3 separate regions of the Sus scrofa genome follow, and all the other regions are linked to region 1. The links are chromatin contacts, called in public Hi-C maps. All regions are on one chromosome and are shown on one strand. The core of a region is the stretch at or near the end of the contact, and the rest is flanking DNA. Distances in the headings are between cores, read along the strand shown.

The links. A called contact is a pair of places that touch in the nucleus more often than the background predicts.
Region 2: a contact with region 1 is called in a Hi-C map of embryonic fibroblasts, with 3 times the contacts expected there. The contact joins two enhancer-like sites. A contact is called at or near these places in 4 of 47 Hi-C or Micro-C datasets (embryonic fibroblasts, epiblast stem cells, skeletal muscle and 1 more).
Region 3: a Hi-C map of embryonic fibroblasts shows a contact between it and region 1, with 4 times the contacts expected there. The contact joins two enhancer-like sites. A contact is called at or near these places in 10 of 47 Hi-C or Micro-C datasets (adipocytes, embryonic fibroblasts, fetal skeletal muscle and 6 more) and 1 of 2 datasets of contacts at active chromatin or transcription factors (skeletal muscle).

What each region holds. Positions count from the first base shown.
Region 1 is chr15:93,206,126-93,208,825 of Sscrofa11.1, reverse strand. The region is part of intron 6 of GULP1 (PTB domain-containing engulfment adapter protein 1); the gene reads right to left. Among named protein-coding and RNA genes, the nearest start is that of DIRC1, 210 kb to the left of the region's middle. Within about 2 kb of position 1,420, at least 4 of the 83 cell types and tissues checked have an H3K27ac peak or open chromatin away from gene starts, as enhancers often do. A contact at or near this core is called in embryonic fibroblasts, where this site is marked.
Region 2 is chr15:93,850,759-93,853,458 of Sscrofa11.1, reverse strand. It overlaps a transcript of COL5A2 not described here. Among named protein-coding and RNA genes, the nearest start is that of COL5A2, 93 kb to the right of the region's middle. Within about 2 kb of position 1,343, at least 13 of the 83 cell types and tissues checked have an H3K27ac peak or open chromatin away from gene starts, as enhancers often do. A contact at or near this core is called in embryonic fibroblasts, where this site is marked.
Region 3 is chr15:93,896,686-93,899,385 of Sscrofa11.1, reverse strand. It overlaps a transcript of COL5A2 not described here. Among named protein-coding and RNA genes, the nearest start is that of WDR75, 83 kb to the left of the region's middle. Within about 2 kb of position 1,350, at least 18 of the 83 cell types and tissues checked have an H3K27ac peak or open chromatin away from gene starts, as enhancers often do. A contact at or near this core is called in embryonic fibroblasts, where this site is marked.

The sequences.
Region 1 (2,700 bases), core at 171-2,670:
ATGCCATTATTAAACTGTCAATTCTAAACACTAAAGAAGTTCTCTTTATATACTGCATTTAATCATATTTGTATTTTCCTAATACTTAAACTCTGTATTAATTACTGAAAAAATGAAGCATTCTAAATGCTCAATAACGGAAGAATGGTTTAGTAGATTATAATTTATAGATTATGGTATTGGTGAAATTCTTATGGTCTAGGATATATTATTGGTAGTTTCTAATCAAAACAAACAAGAACACGTGTAGAAGATACATAACATGTATTATCAGGCCTACATATTTCAAGGTGTGTTTAGCAAGTCCTAAAATTCATGTAAGAAATTATCTATTCATAAATTACACACATACACTCCAAAACTGACCCATATGGTTTAGAAAAAACTTTAAACACAAACACTGTCTACAAATGACCTGTTCTAATTGGACATGCACTTGATTTTAAAAAGGATATGCAGGACTAGGATTGTTTTTCTTTTTCATTCGTTGCTACACTTTTGGCTGAATTGTCTCTCTGTAGTTTATGGCTTCCTCAGCCTACTGTTCTTTAGTAACTACCATTTACCTAATGAATTCATCTCAGCAGACACACCGTTCAGTAGATAATTCCTCATTTGCAACTGCCTTGTTTCCTGGCAAACTATATATATATAAAACTATATATTTAGTTTCCTTTCACCATGACTTCTTTTGTCTGCTTTCAGCCATCTTGGCAATAGTAATCGTGGGATAACCATAACCAAAGTGAAGTCTCCAACTCTTTAATTATTATTTAATATCGAGTATAGAGAATGGGAGGAAGTTAGAACAGCTATGGGAGGTCTTAAATTCATGGTTTGAAAGGTTTGAAGGAATGTAATTATTCTTTAAGTTGGAATTGAACAGTAACTGTGGGTGCATCCATGCCATTGTCCAGCTGTCCTCAAACATATTAAAAAGGCAAAATCTCCATGGCTATTCTGTAGGCTAAGATATGGGGTAGGACTTATTTTTGCAAATGTCTCAGGCATTTTGATGCAAGTATTCCACGGATTATAATTTGAAAGGGAAGGCTACTGCATGTAGCCAGCAGTCTGTGCACTATACTAGAACTCCTCAAACTTTAGCGTGCATGGTAGGTACTGTGTTTCTTCTTGAATTACAGATTTAGTAAGTCTGGAACAGGGCCTGCGTTTTTACGGTTCTAACAAGCTTCCAGGTGATGCAGATACTGCTAGTCCACTGTGAAGAGCAAGACATTGTCAGGGGTTGTTAAGCACATAGATTGAAGGTATCAGTGGCAAACCTGGACTAGTGAAAACTGCAGACCTGTGAAACAATTTTATTTATTTATTTATTGATTGATTCATTCATTCACAGGGCTGAGTCACATGGAAGTTCCTGGACCAGGGATCACACCCATGCCACAGCAGTGACATAAGCTGATCTTTAACCCACCGTGCTGCAAGGGTACTCCAAGATCTGTAAAAATATTTTCATAACCTTTTTATAGTCCAGGGTTTCCTTGGGCTTTCATGTTGAATTAATTTGTCAGTAAGCATACTACATTATTAAAAGAAAGTATTGATAATATATATTTGAAAAATAATTGGAGTTGAACGTTAGTCAATTTTTCCAAACTGACTTTCAGTGGTTTACCAACATTACTAAACAGTAATTCTGAGGTTCTGTGAATAAAGTACTATATTTATTTTTTAGGGCTGCCATAACAAAATACCACAGGCTGGGTGACTTCAACAACAGAAATGTATTTCCTCACAGTTCTGGAGGCTAAAAGTCGAAGGTCAAGGTGTTGGAAGGTTTGGTTTCTGCTGAAGTCTTGCCCTTTGGATTGCAGATGCCTATCTTCTTGCTGTGTCCTCACATTGCTTTTCCTCTGTGCTCACAAACCCCTGGTGTCTCTTTCTCTTATTGTAAGGACAGTAGCCTTACTGGATTAAGGCCCAATTAAGACATCATTTAACTTTAATTACCCTACAGGCTCTATCTCCAAATATAGTCACATTGCTGATTAGGCTTAAACATAGGAATTTTAGGTGAAAAAAATTCACATTCACAACATATTAGTACATATTAATAAATATGAATCTAGAATAGATTATATTTTCAACTTTTTTTCTCATTGGATCTGTAGGAGGAAAAGCTCTTAAATACAGGAACTTTAATTTTATACAGTGTTATAGGCTGAATTATGTTCCTCTCAAACATATATGGTAAAGCCTTAATTCCCCTTGCCTGAGAATGTGACTGTATTTGGAGATAAGGCTTGAAAGAGGTGATTAAGTTAAAATAAGATCTTCAGGGTGGTTTCTGATCCAACCTGACTTGTGTCCTTAAAAGAAGAGGAAATTGGACACACAAAGAGACCCTAAGGGTGTGTGCACACAGACAACCATGTTAAGAGGCAGCAGATGGGCTGCCATTTGCAAGCCAAAGAGAAAAGCCTTGGAAGAAACCTTGCCTGCTTCTGTCAACTTAATCTTGGATTTCCAGGAGTTCCCCTCGTGGCGCGGTGGTTAACGAATCTGACTAGGAACCATGAGGTTGCAGGTTCGATCAGTGGCCTTGCTCAGTGGGTTAAGGATCCAGCGTTGCCGTGAGCTGTGGTGTAGGTTGCAGGCATGGCTGGATCCCACGTTGCTGTGGCTCTGGCATAGGCCAGTGGCTATAGCTCTGATTAGACCCCCTAGCCTGGGAAC
Region 2 (2,700 bases), core at 94-2,593, 640 kb before region 1:
AGTCAAGTGATGGAAAATAGTTGGCATGATACTTTTTTTTTCCCAGATTAGTAGAGTATGGCATTATGAGATACATTAAGAAGAGTAATCATAATGATTTCCTTTTTCTGCTGGCTCTGTGTATGGCTCTAAACTTGTAATTAAACATGGTCTCTTAGTAAGAACCTACTGTAACCCTTATGATAGCACTCATTTTAGTATCTAATCGTGTTTTCTTGTTCCATGTGTACAGGTTTTGTCTTAGGAGGAGTAGTTCTTGAAGGTAGGGATAGGGCATCTGTTAGAGGACTGGGGTCATAATGAGTAAAGGAGGTGCCCGAAAGGGGGCTTTTCCACTTACAAGTGATTACATCTCTCTTTCCCTCTTCTTATCCCTCCCCAAGTCACTGGTCCTATGTTCAGTGTGCCTGTACCGCATCTGTGTCAAATCTCAGTGGCCAGTAACCAAGACGGAAAAGCAAATAACATTATTTATTCAGCTGTTCTTTAGCTTTTTGTGGAAAAAAATTTTTTTTGAAATTTTAATTCAACTACCATTTGTTATGTGCTATGTACTTTGTGGATGTTATTTACTTAAATTTACAATAACACTATGCAGTCCAGTGCTCTGCCATTGAGCTATACCCCTTTCACAATAACTCTATGAATTAAGTACTATTATTTTCTTATTTTATGGAGGACTCTGAATCCTTAAGCTGATAAGTGACAGAACCAGCTTAGTACTGTATTCCTAGTTAGTGCCAGGCATGGCCTCTCACAGGTGCAATGAACTCTTCTCAAATTTAGGCAGATCATCTCAAAAGCACAAATCATTTTTTTTTCCCAGAAAGTAGGTAATGGATATTATGGCATTAACTCTAAATTAATATTCACAAAGTAAATATTTCTTTTTAGGTTCATTTTCATTTTGCTCCTCTTTTTTGAAAAAAATAATAGATGACACTTTCTTCCTAGAAAAAAGATACTGTGAATCTAAACTTAATTCCTATCTTAGAATATTTTCCCCCTTTGTTAGATTTTCAGAGATAAAATTTTAGGCAAAACAAACTCTGTTGAATTTATGAACCCAGAAGTAAATGAAAAATGACTTGAGAAACCACCTTTTTTCACTTAGAACACATTTTTTTTTTTTTGAAGGATTTTTGGTTCACTTAAAATAGTGCCATAAAGTCTCTTAAAATCATTTAAGACTGGAAATCTCATCCATGCTATGGAGTGTCTTCAAGTTGTGCCAGCAGCTCACCATTCTCAAGATATGCCTTTTCTGGCTGTAGTGAAGTGTGACTACCTCCTGTTTTTCCCTCCAAGTGCCTCCCATGGAAATTCTTGAAAAATAAAGCAACGTTTCAACCCACACTTTAATGAGTGGACTGGAATCCCTATCCCTTTAGATATCTCAGTAGTGACTCATAGAATTGTCTAGCCCTCGCTTTCCTAACATTTTCCATTCACTGTAAGTTATTTCTTCATCTTCTTTTGCTGTGCAAAAGTGCTTTTCATGTCTGCCAGCTGAAAAACTCGAAATAAATAAGACCTATAGTTTCAAATTTGAATGTGCTATTTGGGCTTTTTAATGCAGCCCTAGTAATCTGGTGTTTGGCAGAAGTATCATCTGAAAATGGACAGTTAGGATGCAACTAAGAGTTGCTTGTCTATAATTTACTAAATGCAATGCCAAACTGTGCAATCTGACCTGCCCGTGCCATTTAATGCTCTCTTCAGTCATTTGTTTTATCACGTGTGATGAGTTTCTGTGGAGTCACCCTTAGGCCACCCCAAGAATCCAGGCACTAGTTTCAAAGTACTAAATGGCTGCCCAGTGAAATAAAATAGTGTCAGAAACACATACCAAAAGGGATGTTAGAATGCTGACATAAATGGGTTCAGTAAGAACATTTGAGGGGACAGACAACATTCTAATTAAATGATATGTTCAACCAGAAATGTTCATGCCTCAGCTGGTGGTTCATTTGCTTCATGCAAAGATTCTCTGGTTATAAATAATAAGATAAAAATATAGAAAAATATTATAGTAGTGATAAATTAATTTATGAGGGACATTCTGTTTTATCAAAGGAATTTCTCAGAAATATGTATCTTTAAAAATCATTTCTCTTTTATTTCAAAGGACCACTTTGTCAGTTATTCTGAAATTAAGTTATATCTTTGACACTGTGCCTGGTCAGAATTGGTGTCCCCACTACGAAGATGTCAAGTTAGCTGATCATTCTAGTCCCACCTTGGTAGTTGTGATCTTCTGGAAATCAGTTATTTTAGCTCAAGCCCAGTTTTTCTTTATATGAAATGAATATAATATTTCTTGCTTTTTCTATCTTATAGGATTTTTGTGAGCATCAGATGAAATGATACAAATGAGAAATTGCGTTATGAATGTAGTTTATTAGTTAGAACTCAAAAGACCTTTTCAAATTGTCTTAACTTTCTCTAGAGGCACAAGACCTAGAATTACAAGCCCTGTTTTATAAGTAAAGTAGAGTTGTGATTTTTCACACCTTGGGGAAGTTTTGACATATTGTCTGGCATTAGGGGGACAGTGCCAATTTTTGTCATGGTGGCCTATCTCAGAAGACAATGCTCACATTCAAAGATAGCATCCAGTAGAGAGATTCACTGTGTCTTGCTTTGCATTTTATTTTTCTCCCTCTTTAAAAGATATAGCCTCAAGAGAACACTTTCCTA
Region 3 (2,700 bases), core at 101-2,600, 690 kb before region 1:
AGAGATAATTTAGCCTGAACTTTGTGTATATGTGACATGAACTCTGCCCCTCCAAGTTTATATTGCTTACAGCAGACCCTCCTAGTTTGTTAGCAGCTTTTCCATTAGGTCCGGGTGCAGCTTTAGAATTGGTAACCAGACATTGCCAGTTAAAGAAAGAAGGAAAATGAGTTGAAACCCATTTTTTTTTTTTTTTTTTGTCTTTTTAGGGCCACACCTGCGGCATATGGAGGTTCCCAGGCTAGGGGTCTAATCGGAGCTGTAGCTGCCGGCTTATGCCAGAGCCACAGCAACGCCAGATCCGAGCCACGTCTGCGACCTACACCACAGCTCATGGCAATGCCAGATCCTTAATCCACTGAGCGAGACCAGGGATTGAACCGGCAACCTCATGGTTCCTAGTTGGATTTGTTTCCACTATGCCATGATAAGAACTCCTGAAACCCATTTTCGATCTTTCATGTAGTCCAGTCCTTTCCTACTATGGAAGAGAAAGCTGAGGCCCAGAGAGGTTATTGATTTCCTTAAGGAAATGCATTTAGTGAGTGGTCAGAACTTGTATTACAAGTCAGAATTCCTAATTCAGTTCTCCTTCACTGCACTGTCTGCCTTTCTTGTTCATCTTTTTTCGTAATAACTGGAATTGGGATTCAGTATCAGTTGCTATTTTTTTTTCTTGAGCAAATAAATTAACCCATGATTTTCTTGAACTAATACTTATTAGTTTATGTAAATGAGCCCCACTGACCACTTTACTCTGGTGATTATTTGTATTTTTAAAAGCCATGATGTTTGATTCAAACCTTCTGCTCGTTTGGCTTTTAGAAAAGTAAAAGCCTGAGGGTTAGCAGATGTTGAAGGAGGTATAATCAACGTAGGAAGAGGTTTCCGAAGTAAGAGTAACTCCAAATATTGCCCACATACTCTCCTTTGATCATTTGACTTTTTTTCTTTTCTGGTCTGGATATCATGCTGTAAATTTTGTGTTGGAATCCACTGAAGCTGGCTACAGTTAATCTTTCTTTTTACTGAGGACATGCTCATGCTTGCTGACAACTACAAAATTAATGTGGACTTAACTTAGCCAAAGGAAAAACAGGATGAGAAAAGACAATATGAAGCCTCTTTTTCTCATCACTTATGCCTCCACCCCACTGTTTTTTGTTTGTTTTAGTTACATTTTCAAATATTCTCTCATTTTCCCATGTTCTTTCTTGGCTTAGCAAAGCTTCTAATACACAGATGACAAACATGGGTTCCAGAAGTGCTGACTCATCACAGCAGAAGTCCTGTGTCTTGGCAGGAGACTTTAAAGTGTTGAGACTGGCCCTTTTCAAAGTAAGTCCGCAGCAGCAGATGTCACTGTTGGTCTATTTTAACTTCAGGGCACTTTATGAGTAGTGTTTTCTCATGAGCATATGAGCCCAGTAATACTAAATTTGAGGCCATGATTATGTGGGACATTTCATGATGGTCTTTAGCACTAATATACTATACATATAACTTTTTTTTGAGGTGTAGTCAATTACTTAGAGTTTTAATGTTGTAATTATTATATTTATACCAGTGCCATTTCCCTTTTTTAATAGAGATCTTTTCCATGCAGTCTAAATTTTCTTTGTCTTCCTCCTTCTTTCTGCATGTTATTCCTTAAACATGGGATAGTTTTCTTTTTTTCTGCTCTAACATACTTATTTGTATATGTATAAATCTCCATAATTCTTGCATTCTCTAATGTACTTTCTTCAATGTTAATTTTTGTGCAGTTAACTACAATGCAGTTAACCTCCACTTTTCTGAGTAAATAAGTTGTGTTAGTTACTTATCTGTTGTCTCTCAGCTCCATGTCCTCCTTTCTGACTCTACTCTGTAATGCTAGGGCTGTGACTCTGCAAACTTTGTTCCTCAAATTTTAGAGTCATTAAAGTGGAACTTGAAAGTATTGGGGATGAGTAGTAGGATATGAGATAAGACTTTCTTCCAGTTTTTAAATTTGTACCATTCTTCTTGGCTGAAGTTCCAAAATGGCACATTTCCTAATCATCAACCTTTGGGAGTGACTCCAGCCTCCAGTTCCTTTTGGCACTTCCAGAGCCAGCCTCATCCTATTCCCACAGAGGTACCAGCAGCAGGCAGCCCAAACACCTTCCTTAAAGCATCAAATCTGGGGCCTTGTTCTTTTAGCTCCGAGATTCTGGTTAGCCTCGCCATTTCCCTTTTGGTCGTCTAACCTCAGGCGGGGTGGCTGCTTCCTGGGTTACCTTGGTTTTCCCTTTTTGCTTGTTCAGCCCTCTAACACCTGTGAAAACAATTCCCTCCATTAAAATCCCGTTTGTTAAAAACTGTGGTTTCTTGACTTGCCATGTGTATGTGTGGTTTCTTGACTTGCCACGTGTGTGTGTGTGTGTGTGTATTTGAAAAATAATATTTCAAATTATATTTAATGTTAAAAATGGGAAAAATCAAGTAGCAATTCATTATATCATATTTTTTATTTATATTAAAAATACTTTCCTGATTTAGTCCTTTAGCATGTGATATGTATGTGATGATTTTTACTATGGAATATGCCTTGTGAAATATACATGTATACCTCCACAATCAAAACAAAAATGGGTGTTGACATCTATAGTAATTTTTCCTTGCAGAAATACTCAGTCCTTACCAGTGGGGTTCTAATTAGGTTTTACAATAACAGAA